2 separate regions of the Zea mays genome follow, and region 1 is linked to region 2. The links are chromatin contacts, called in public Hi-C maps. All regions are on one chromosome and are shown on one strand. Each heading gives the region's core, a stretch centred on a gene start, on an enhancer-like site or on the middle of the called end of the contact. The rest is flanking DNA. Distances are from core to core; before and after follow the strand shown. Region 1 holds the start of LOC100282823 (riboflavin biosynthesis protein ribAB). Region 2 holds the start of LOC100193566 (Cysteine--tRNA ligase 1 cytoplasmic).

Region 1 (4,988 bases), core at 1,310-3,809, 250 kb after region 2:
CTGAAGAGATAATTTGCAGAACAAAAAAATCAAAATCTTTTCAAGTCTGGTGCATCTGGGAATTTGCCAAGGCTATATATGAGATGACATAACATACCACTGTCACCGTGGAAGCAGCAGCCGTGATATCTTCGATTTCTGTGATAGGGGACATCATCGGAATCATCAGTCTAGTCAGGTCCTCCTCCTCCATGCCTACCGAGATAATCCCAGAGCCATTCCTGATCATGAATGCGACTGACTTCTGGTCCACTAGAGTGGCCGCCATCACAAGGTCGCCTTCGTTGTCGCCGTTCTCATCATCTACAGCAATAACAAACTGGAGAAGGATGAATAGTTAACTTGGTAGCTAAACTCAACTGTGCTACGGAAACAGTGCTAATACAGGTATCACATTCAAGGTCCTGTCCTGAGTTTTGAAGCGAAGGACTTTTGCTCGATGTTAGTGTCAACATTGTTTCACTTGAGCCTTATCATTTTAAGGAAAAGTAAATAGGTTTGAGCAATAGAAAGGTGCACGCACATTGATTGGTACAACGTTTAAGGATAAGAACAGGATTCGCTACTGTATATGTCAGCTGCTGAATTCAGTGAATCATTCTTGATTAGGAGCTGCTACTATCATCGACAACAATAACAAAGTCTTTAGTCCTAAGCAAGTTAGGATATATGCTAGATTTAAAGCATAACACAAGCCACATGTCAAGGTTTAGACACGTGGATAACTATTTTCTATGGACCCCTATTCAAGTCTAAATCTTTATGTATATTTTATCCTTTCAAGTCTTATTTTACTGTCTCTTCCCCTATCAATTTCACCCTTCTCCCGTCTCTCTTCCCATTACTATCGCGCCTTAACACCCTACTACACATTGGTGCCTCTGGAAGTCTATTAGATACGTCCAAACCATCTCAATCGATATTGGACAAGCTTTTCTTCAATTGGATCATTGTTCTAAACTCGATCTCTTCTTGTATGGGCATCAATCTAACACAACATACATATTTCCGCTTATGTGCTAAACATGTCTATGTTTTTGTAGGCCACCATTCTGCACCATACAACATAACAAGTCTAATCGTCGTCCTATAAACTTTCCTTTTATATTTATGGTACCTTTTTGTCACCTACAACGCCATATGTTTGATGCCATTTTACCCACCCTACTTTAAGTCTATGGTTAACATCTTCAGCGATATCCATCACATTTCTGCATTGATCCTAAATACCGAAAGATATTCTTAAAGGGCACTACTTGACCTTCCAAACTAATATCTCCTTCCTCATATGTAGTAGTGCTGGAGTTATATCTCATAGATTTGGTTTTAGTTGTACTGAGTTTAAAACCTTTAGGCTCTAGAATCTCCCGCCACAACTCTAGTTTCCTATTTACTTTTGCCAGGATTTTATCAACTAACATTACATCGTCTAAAAAAACATACACCAAGAGATATCTCGTTATATGTCCCTTATGACCTCATCTATCGCCAAGGAAAAAAATAAGGGCTTAAATCTGATCCTTAATATAGTACTATTATAATTGGAAAGTTTTCTGTGTATCTGTCACTTGTTCGAATACTAGTCATACATTATTGTTGAACATGTCTTTAGTAAGTCTGATGTACTTTGTTGAAATTTTAAGTTTGTCTAAAATCCAACCCATAATATTTTTTAGTATTTTATCATAAATCTTCTCAAGCATGTATTGCACAGTACACGAATATGATCTCCAAGTAGGACAATCCAATCTAGCCTGATCATGCACGTTCAATGCCCATGAATGGAACAAAGCGCAGGGATGAGAAGTGTAATACATGCTGAAACTATGAAAATAATAAAGAATACTGGATCCATGCCCAGGTTCAAAACAAACTATGAGATACAAAACATAGTAAAGACAAAATTATAGCGATGAAAAGTGTTAAGGTGTGAAATACACTTAATGTAGCCATTCGCCTACCTTCCCTTCACGCAAAGCACCTATAGCCTGGTCGATCGAGGAGAACCCATCGGTAGGTTTGTCTGGATCACCCTCTGCGTCACTGACAAAGAAATCTCCAGTGTCCTGAGTGATTTCAGCACCGACAGTTCTAAAAGAACCAGCAGACGCATCGAGTCCCTGGAAAACAGGTCCATTACTGTTCTCGATGAAATGCTTACTAAAGCGCCCTGGACCACCGAGTTCATCGCCGATCGCGTAACATCTTAACTTCAAGCATCCCTTTTTTATGACTGCAAATCCTATACTGTTGAGGCCACCAGGACCCTGCTGCAACCTGAAAAGATTGGAACAACTGGCAGGTTACAGAGAAAATACACGAACTCTTCAAAGGCCTTCTTCCACAGACAAAAGAGTTGGGAGGAATCGATACCTCGTGTTTGCATGAGCGTGAGATGGCAAGTGGGAGCTCAGAAGAACACGGTCCATTTGGTGATCCCAGGCTCCCAGTTTGCAAAAGCGTTTGGCTTATATACCTTTATCGCCTGCAGTGTCACAGCACCTCTCAGCCCGTCGTTTGGAGTTATCTGCTCATGCAGATAATGGAAGGAAAAAAAAAAACCGACGGAGTGGAGGGAAACTGACCACATGTTTCTGAGCTGCAAGATAGAAGCAGCCGAATCCGGCACATCGCACACTTCAGGTGATGACAAAGAAACCACGCTTCCAATGCCTTCTGCTATGGGTCAAAAGAAATGTAAGCTGGACGAGACAGCGACAAGTGAAAGATATTTTTGCAGATAGCATCTTTTGGACGGTTTCACGAGATAATGTATCTTCTTCCTTCCAGGTCAATTTCCATCGGAAGTGGGTAGAAGGTTTGCGAGTTCTCTCTTTTTTTTTCCCAGTCAGTAAATGGTCACCACGTTGTAAAAAAAAACAACAACAGCGATTTCATCAGTTATAGACTGTGTGTGTGTGTGTGAAGTGACGGTGAGCATTTCTTTTGAAGAAATCTAAATGCTTAAGCAACATTTGAGACCGGGAGTTTCATGAATGAATTTGAAAGTGTCGGCACTTCGCACTGGAGAGTAGCAGAAGATCCTACCAAGAATCAGGCATCAAGCCAGTTGCCAGCCTGAAAATCAATCGCCTTCAACCTTCAGCTCCTTTCACAAATACTTCCACCGCTTGCAGGACAGAACAACCGAACCCGTTGGTGAAGAGGCCGCGTCATTTGAGGAACGGAGGCCATGGTCGCGACCGCAAGCAGCCGCGGCCAAGTGGTAGTAGAGTCCCCGAACGAAGGAAGCAAGGGCGGGCGCGGCCATGGGCGCTAGGGAAGGTACGTGCATCCGTCTGAAAAGAGTGGAATAGTGAGCGGTGGCTGCCGCGGCGGGGGTGTGGAGGTCTTGGCCGCCGGCGGCAACGTTAGCATTTGGGAGGTCGCGGAATCGGCAGTTCCGCCGGCCGCTTCAGACCGTAGATGCTAATGCAGTATTACTTCCATCCTAAAGAAAAAAAAATCAACCATCACATTCACATATACTAATTTGGTGTTTATCACATTCACATATACTAATTTAGTGTTTGTTTGGGATTATAATCTGGCCAGATTATATAATCTAACAACTTTTGGCTAATAAAAAGTGTTTCTCTGTGTGCGTGAGAGAGAGAACCACTGCACTACGTCCATGCTCTGGTTATTAAGCTTGTATTATCGCCATCTAGCATCTGACAATCGCCTGCTGTAGGCACAGAGCAGCGTGATCAGCCTCATTCAGTGTAGGCAATTGAGCGAGAAAACCAGGATCGCAAGATTGATTAGACTCGCAGCAGCAACATGACTATTATATATGCTTGATGTATGTTAATACAGACATAAAACGCAGAGCAATTGAAACAAACAGAGAACCCAAAGCGTAATCCAATAACTGCCCCCGTCGCATCAGACAACAACTCACAAAGATTTTCTTCCAAAACAAAAATCCACAATGACCCGTTAGCGTTTCACATGACAGCAACAAGTGGCAGCTGAGCTGAGCAGAGCCAGATTTTCTCAGGCCCGTTTCTTCCTGCTCCCCTTCCCCAGCTTGGACTTGCGCTGCTTGAACACGTGCTGGTACAGCTTCAGCCACAGGAACGGGTAGAGCACCAGCACACCCTGTGTCACGGCAAGGCGCATACCAGATAGTTGAACTTCTGTTAAGAACAGTCGAACACTCCAACTGGCAACTGAACGAACGCGCGAGCAGAGAACACGATGGTCCAGTTCGCGGAGCCTTGACTTACCACTAGAAAGGAACGGTAGCTCATGGAGAACTTCTCGAAGAAACCTGAGTAAAGGTCCCTCTTCTTCACAAACGGGAGGGCTTGGTACATTGTCCACACTGAAAGGACAGCAAGAACCAGCCTCGGTCTAAGCTTTAGTCAAGAGTAATAACGCTCTTGTGAGAAGACATTTTGAGCTTACTTTCTCCTGGGCCAACCCCGATTGGATACAGCGGGATAAAAGCAGTGTACCTGCAGGAAGCTCCCATGAGAACGATGATATCGGTACACATTATATAGAAGTAACCTAGCAATGAGAATTGGAAATGCAATAGTCCCAAAGAGTCAAGCGGCCAGGTGAAACTATAAAAAACGAATAGGTAATAATACCTCTTAGCAGCTATGCATCTTTTTAAACTGTGAAGAAATTTGAGAAGGCGTTAATTGAACATTGTACTGCAGCGCTAAATTATAATAGAAACAGTTTGGGATTACTTTGCAACTCAGGACATGGGTTCCTTCTTCCAAGTCAACCTATAAGGCCTTTTTTTATGGTGCTATAAAGTGTTTGAACCATGGCAACAGCTTTGGAAATCATGGGCAACTTCCAGATGCAAGGTCTTCAGAAACAAGTGCTGGATGGCTGATCGTTTAGCAGAAAGGGGTCTGCCCCACCCTGGGTATTGTGTATTATGTGACTAGGCCATAAACGGTCGTGCAAAATACTATTTTACACTGTAGATTACATTGTTTGTAGAGGGTAGTTTGAAATAAGGT
Region 2 (5,410 bases), core at 1,533-4,032:
ACGGCGTTCTCGATGCGCTTCTTGTCATCCGCACCTAGCTTGGAGGCGATCTTGTCGTCCTTGATGGTGTTGCGCATGTTGTACGCGTAGTTCTCCAGCGAGTTCTTGGCGTCCACCTTCTTCTTATGCTCCTCGTCCTCCGCCTTGTACTTCTCCGCCTCCTTCACCATCTTCTCGATCTCCTCCTTGCTCAGCCGCCCCTTGTCGTTGGTGATGGTGATCTTGTTTTTCTGTCCTGTAGTCTTGTCCTCCGCTGATACGTTCAGAATGCCGTTGGCGTCGATGTCGAAGCACACGGTGATCTGGGGCACGCCGCGAGGCGCCGGCGGGATGCCGGACAGCTCGAACTTGCCAAGGAGGTTGTTGTCCTTGGTCCTGGCGCGCTCTCCCTCGTACACCTGGATCAGCACCCCCGGCTGGTTGTCGGAGTAGGTGGAGAACACCTGCTCCTTCTTCGTTGGTATGGTGGTGTTGCGAGGGATCAGCACGGTCATCACGCCGCCGGCAGTCTCCAGGCCCAGGGACAGCGGGGTGACGTCCAGAAGGAGCAGGTCCTGCACCTTCTCGTTGCCCTCGCCGCTCAGGATGGCGGCCTGGACAGCAGCACCGTACGCCACGGCCTCGTCAGGGTTGATGCTCTTGCAGAGCTCCTTGCCGTTGAAGAAGTCCTGGAGCAGCTGCTGCACCTTGGGGATGCGCGTGGAGCCGCCCACGAGCACCACGTCGTGCACGGTGCTCTTGTCCATCTTGGCATCGCGGAGGCATTTCTCCACGGGCTCCATGCACTTGCGGAAGAGGTCCATGTTCAGCTCCTCGAACCGGGCGCGGGTGATGGTGGTGTAGAAGTCGATGCCCTCGTACAGCGAGTCGATCTCGATGGTGGTCTGCGCGGTGGACGACAGCGTGCGCTTGGCCCGCTCGCAGGCCGTCCGCAGACGCCGCAGCGCGCGCGGGTTGCCGCTGATGTCCTTCTTGTGCTTGCGCTTGAACTCCTGGACGAAGTGGTTGACCATGCGGTTGTCGAAGTCCTCCCCACCCAGATGGGTATCACCGGCGGTGGCCTTCACCTCGAAGATGCCCTCCTCGATGGTCAAGAGCGACACATCGAAGGTGCCACCACCGAGGTCGAAGATGAGCACGTTCTTCTCGCCGCTGCTGGTGGCCTTTTTGTCGAGCCCGTAGGCAATGGCCGCGGCGGTGGGCTCGTTGATGATACGCATCACGTTGAGCCCGGAGATGACGCCGGCATCCTTGGTGGCCTGCCTCTGCGAGTCGTTGAAATAGGCAGGCACGGTGACCACGGCATTCTTGATGGTGGAGCCGAGGTAGGCCTCAGCGATCTCCTTCATCTTGGTCAGCACCATAGAGGAGATCTCCTCGGCAGAGAACTGCTTATCCTCACCCTTGTAGCTAACCACGATCATCGGCTTGTCGCCAGGGCCCGCCACGACCTTGAATGGCCATAGCTTCATATCACTCTGAACGGAAGGGTCCGAGAACCTCCTACCAATCAACCGCTTTGCGTCTGCAGGCATCCAGGAAGAGCGACATCTGTCAGCAAGGAGTCTAACGATTGAAGAAAAAACACAGTTCAATATGGCATATCAGCTAAGGTATATTTTCAATGATCAGGTAAGGTATATTTTCGAATACTGCAGTGTGAAATTACTAACCAAGGTGACAGTGACAATTTCTGAAGGACAGAGTTCCAGTAGAAATTCAGTTCAAAAAATGTGCAATCCATCAAAGCAGATATATAATGGCTACACCAGGGGCGACAATGGAAACTACTGACTGCAAATCTGATCAGGGAAAAAAAATCTTACTGCAGTTACTATTAGGAAGTTCAAAAAGGGATTACATGAAGGCACCGGAGACATAGTTCGACGAATTCCACAAATCAGCTCGCATCCACCTAATCGTTAATCCTATCCGATCCTACTCAAATCTAGAACATAAACAAGCAGCTACTGCTCACACTGAACAAATCAGATCTCCAAGTTTAGTGCTGCTCATGTTGCCATAGAAACAGAGCAGAAGTCGCTCACTGAAACAAATTTCGATAGATCTACAAGCATCTGAAGCATCGACATCAATGTGAAACTATGCAGCAAATGATTAAAGTAAAACTCTGCATCATCGATTATTAGTGGAAAATCCCGCAGCATGGAATCAAACAACCTTAGTGCTAGACTGCTAATTGGGCATTCTAAGTTCAGTGAAATGAAAGGAAACAGAAGTGAAGAGGATGTCATCTGACACGTACCAAATACGGTGTTGGTGGGGTTCATGGCGACCTGGTTCTTGGCGGCATCGCCGATGAGCCGCTCGGTGTCGGTGAAGGCGACGTAGGACGGCGTGGTGCGGTTCCCCTGGTCGTTGGCGATGATCTCGACGCGGTCGTGCTGCCACACGCCGACACACGAGTACGTCGTTCCCAGGTCGATCCCGATCGCCGGCCCCTCCCCCTTTGCCATCTCTTCCTCCCTCTAGGAACAAAAAACACTGCTACTTCCTTCGAACCCTCACAGGTCGTGCTGCTGGTTGCTGAGAAATTGGTTCGTGGATTTTTTTTTTCTCAGGCGAGAGACGAGGGACACTGGAGGAGCCGAGGAGGTTTTATTGAGGAGATGGCGCGTCCAGAAGATTCGGGCACGGGGCGACCTTGGCCGTTAGATTGGGGTTCTGGAAGGCTCTGGAGGAGTGGAGGGTGTTGGTTGAACCGAATGAGAAAGAGGAAACCGTGTTTCGACGGGCCGCAGTGGGCAGTGGCTTGGCCCATCGAACCCACTTGCCACTCACTTCCACCTGAACTTTGCCCTGCCTTCTCTCGACGACTCCCCTGTCCCCGCCGCCGCCGCCGCCGCAAATCCCCTTCCGCGTCTGTCTGGCCTCTGGGGCTTCTAGGTTAGCGCGTGCGACCACCATGGCCGAGGAGGTCCAGGCTCCACTTTCCGCCACCATGGCGAAGGAGGCCCAGTCGCCGCCGTCCGCAACCATAGCGGAGGCGACGGCGCCGCCGCAGCTCTTATTATTTAACTCCTTTACGAAGAGGGAGGAGCCATTCCAGCCCCGGGTAGAGGGGAAGGTAGGGATGTACGTCTGTGGCGTCACTCCCTACGACTTTAGCCACATCGGCCACGCGCGTGCCTACGTCGCCTTCGACGTCCTCTACAGGTACCAATCCCAGCAACTCTCGGATCTGGCGGCCCTTTTTGTCTTGGCATATACGCAGTTAGCCTGATCGTCTACTAGCCTACTAGAGAGCTATCCGTCTATGCTCTAAAATGCGTAGAGTAAGATTTAGTTCTAGATTTGGATGCGCTCTGGACCCCGATTGTACATGCTGCTCACATGTTGGTGATTTCTCAATTTAGTGCTCGAGATTGGGAATTGTTTAGTAGCGTTGTTTCAGTGTGGTGCTGCAGTAGTTGGTTTGTGTGTTTTGTCATGCTCGGGTTTGGATGTTCAAGATAGCTGGATCCAGGCTATGTTTAAACTGTATTAGTTGCTAGTAGCCTCTGGATTCTATATCTAAATACATGTTTGATGGAGTAGTTATTGCTGACTGATTAAGCATTTGAAATCTGGCCATGCTGTATTTTTCATTGTCATGGACTCTTTTTTATGTATTCACTTATCCCAAAATAAATAAACTTCTAGAGCTGATTTATGTCAAACTAATTTAAGTTTGATCCACTTTATGACACCAAATAAGGAAAAACATCTTCATGGTGTATCCAATGATACTTGGTCAAACTTAAGATAGTTCATTTAGGATGATTCTAGAAATTGTTTTTTTTTGGGACAGAGGGAGTACATCAACATGCCAATATGTTCAGAACACTTCGAGCAAGCTAACCTTATCATGTTAGTACTACGGTCATGTGGTGCTGTTTTGAATTAAACCTGCAATGTTAAGTATACTGTATACATTACATTAATATTTCAATAGATTTTTCAAAAGACTATCTGAGTTAAAGCATAATATTGAGTCGTGTTGCTATCTTTGCTTCTTGAGTTTTCATAACATATTTATTTTATAACATAATTGGTCTCACATTCCTTGTAGGTACCTTAAATTCTTGGGGTATGAAGTTGAATATGTCCGTAATTTCACGGATATTGATGACAAGGTAACAATTTGTTCACACTATTCTAGAGTTACATTTTAGTAGTTGAGAAGAAAGGAAAACTTCTCGAGGCATCAAAATGGAAGGAACAGTCTTATTTGTGACAGTGCCATCTGTAGACTAATTTGTTTCTGGGTTCAACAATCTTGTACTTTCCTCTTAGTCGGAGTGTCACCAGTGCCATTTCATCTGTTCTTTTCCGTTACCATTGTTCATAGATCAGACACCAGTATTTACAAAATACTTTATTTTTCCAGTATGTTGCATGCTTAATATAAATTTTAATTTTCTTTCCCAATATATCTTGGCAGAAATTTGGATAAAATTATTTCTTACCTTTTTGACAGATTATTAAGCGTGCCAATGAACGCGGTGAAACAGTAACAAGCTTGAGTAGCCAGTTTATCAATGAATTTCTTCTTGACATGACTGAGCTCCAGTGCTTGCCTCCTACCTGCGAGCCACGGGTAACAGAACACATTGAGCATATTATAAAGTTGATAACACAGGTACAACATTGCTCCAAACCTAACTGATGTAAAATTTGTTTACTTATTGTTTTCATGATACCTTGCAGCTGTTGTAATTTTCCTGGTGCTCCATGGCTTTGATTGGAAGCTCTACACTGTCTGTTGCAATCAAAATTAACACTGATGATAACATTATTTGCCACCATACAAGTTAAACCCATTATTTTGCTCATTTTATCCAGTTCCAGGATATTGAACAATCACACATAACTTACTGACGGTACAAAAATTGCCCCTTTTATATCTTCTGATGTCACATGTCTTTCCTATCTTGTCTATGTTTCTGGACAGATAATGGAGAATGGCAAAGCCTATGCTATTGAAGGAGATGTTTACTTTTCAGTTGAAAGTTTTCCTGAATATCTCAGTTTATCTGGAAGAAAATTTGATCAAAATCAGGCAGGTGCACGGGTTGCTTTTGATACAAGAAAGCGTAATCCTGCAGACTTCGCACTCTGGAAAGTAAGTTTTGAAGTACTGATGTTTCTAGAGTTGAATTCATTTCATGAAACTACAGCTACTTGGGTCTAACTATCAAGACACTACAACTTCTTGGATCAGTTTCACAGAATTACAACCACCTTATCCACATCCAGGTCCACTTGCTATTCCAAATATAACTTGTGTGGCTACACATGTGGGTCCATGCAAAATGTTGTAGGTCTGTTAATCGAAACTGCAAATATTTGTAGTTTTGCAGAACTTTAAGCACAAATAGCTGTAGTTTTCTGAAACAAACTGATATCT

Evidence for each region. A called contact is a pair of places that touch in the nucleus more often than the background predicts.
Region 1: a contact with region 2 is called in a Hi-C map of ear, with 3 times the contacts expected there. The contact joins the promoter of LOC100282823 here to the promoter of LOC100193566 in region 2. A contact is called at or near these places in 4 of 25 Hi-C or Micro-C datasets (bundle sheath, ear, endosperm and 1 more).

Annotation. Positions count from the first base shown.
Region 1 is chr8:119,463,109-119,468,096 of Zm-B73-REFERENCE-NAM-5.0, forward strand. It overlaps LOC100282823 (riboflavin biosynthesis protein ribAB), which reads right to left and starts at 2,560. Exons shown (of 7, transcript NR_178194.1): 1 at 2,374-2,560; 2 at 1,962-2,277; 3 at 98-319. It overlaps LOC100284318, which reads right to left. Exons shown (of 9, transcript NM_001175443.2): 7 at 4,414-4,463; 8 at 4,233-4,330; 9 at 3,763-4,104. The coding sequence ends at 4,000.
Region 2 is chr8:119,215,836-119,221,245 of Zm-B73-REFERENCE-NAM-5.0, forward strand. LOC100193566 (Cysteine--tRNA ligase 1 cytoplasmic) reads left to right here and starts at 2,783. Exons shown (of 9, transcript NM_001358395.1): 1 at 2,783-3,177; 2 at 4,073-4,136; 3 at 4,481-4,642; 4 at 4,955-5,125. The coding sequence starts at 2,927. It overlaps LOC103635762 (probable mediator of RNA polymerase II transcription subunit 37c), which reads right to left and starts at 2,558. Exons shown (of 2, transcript NM_001365157.1): 1 at 2,267-2,558; 2 at 1-1,525. The coding sequence starts at 2,477.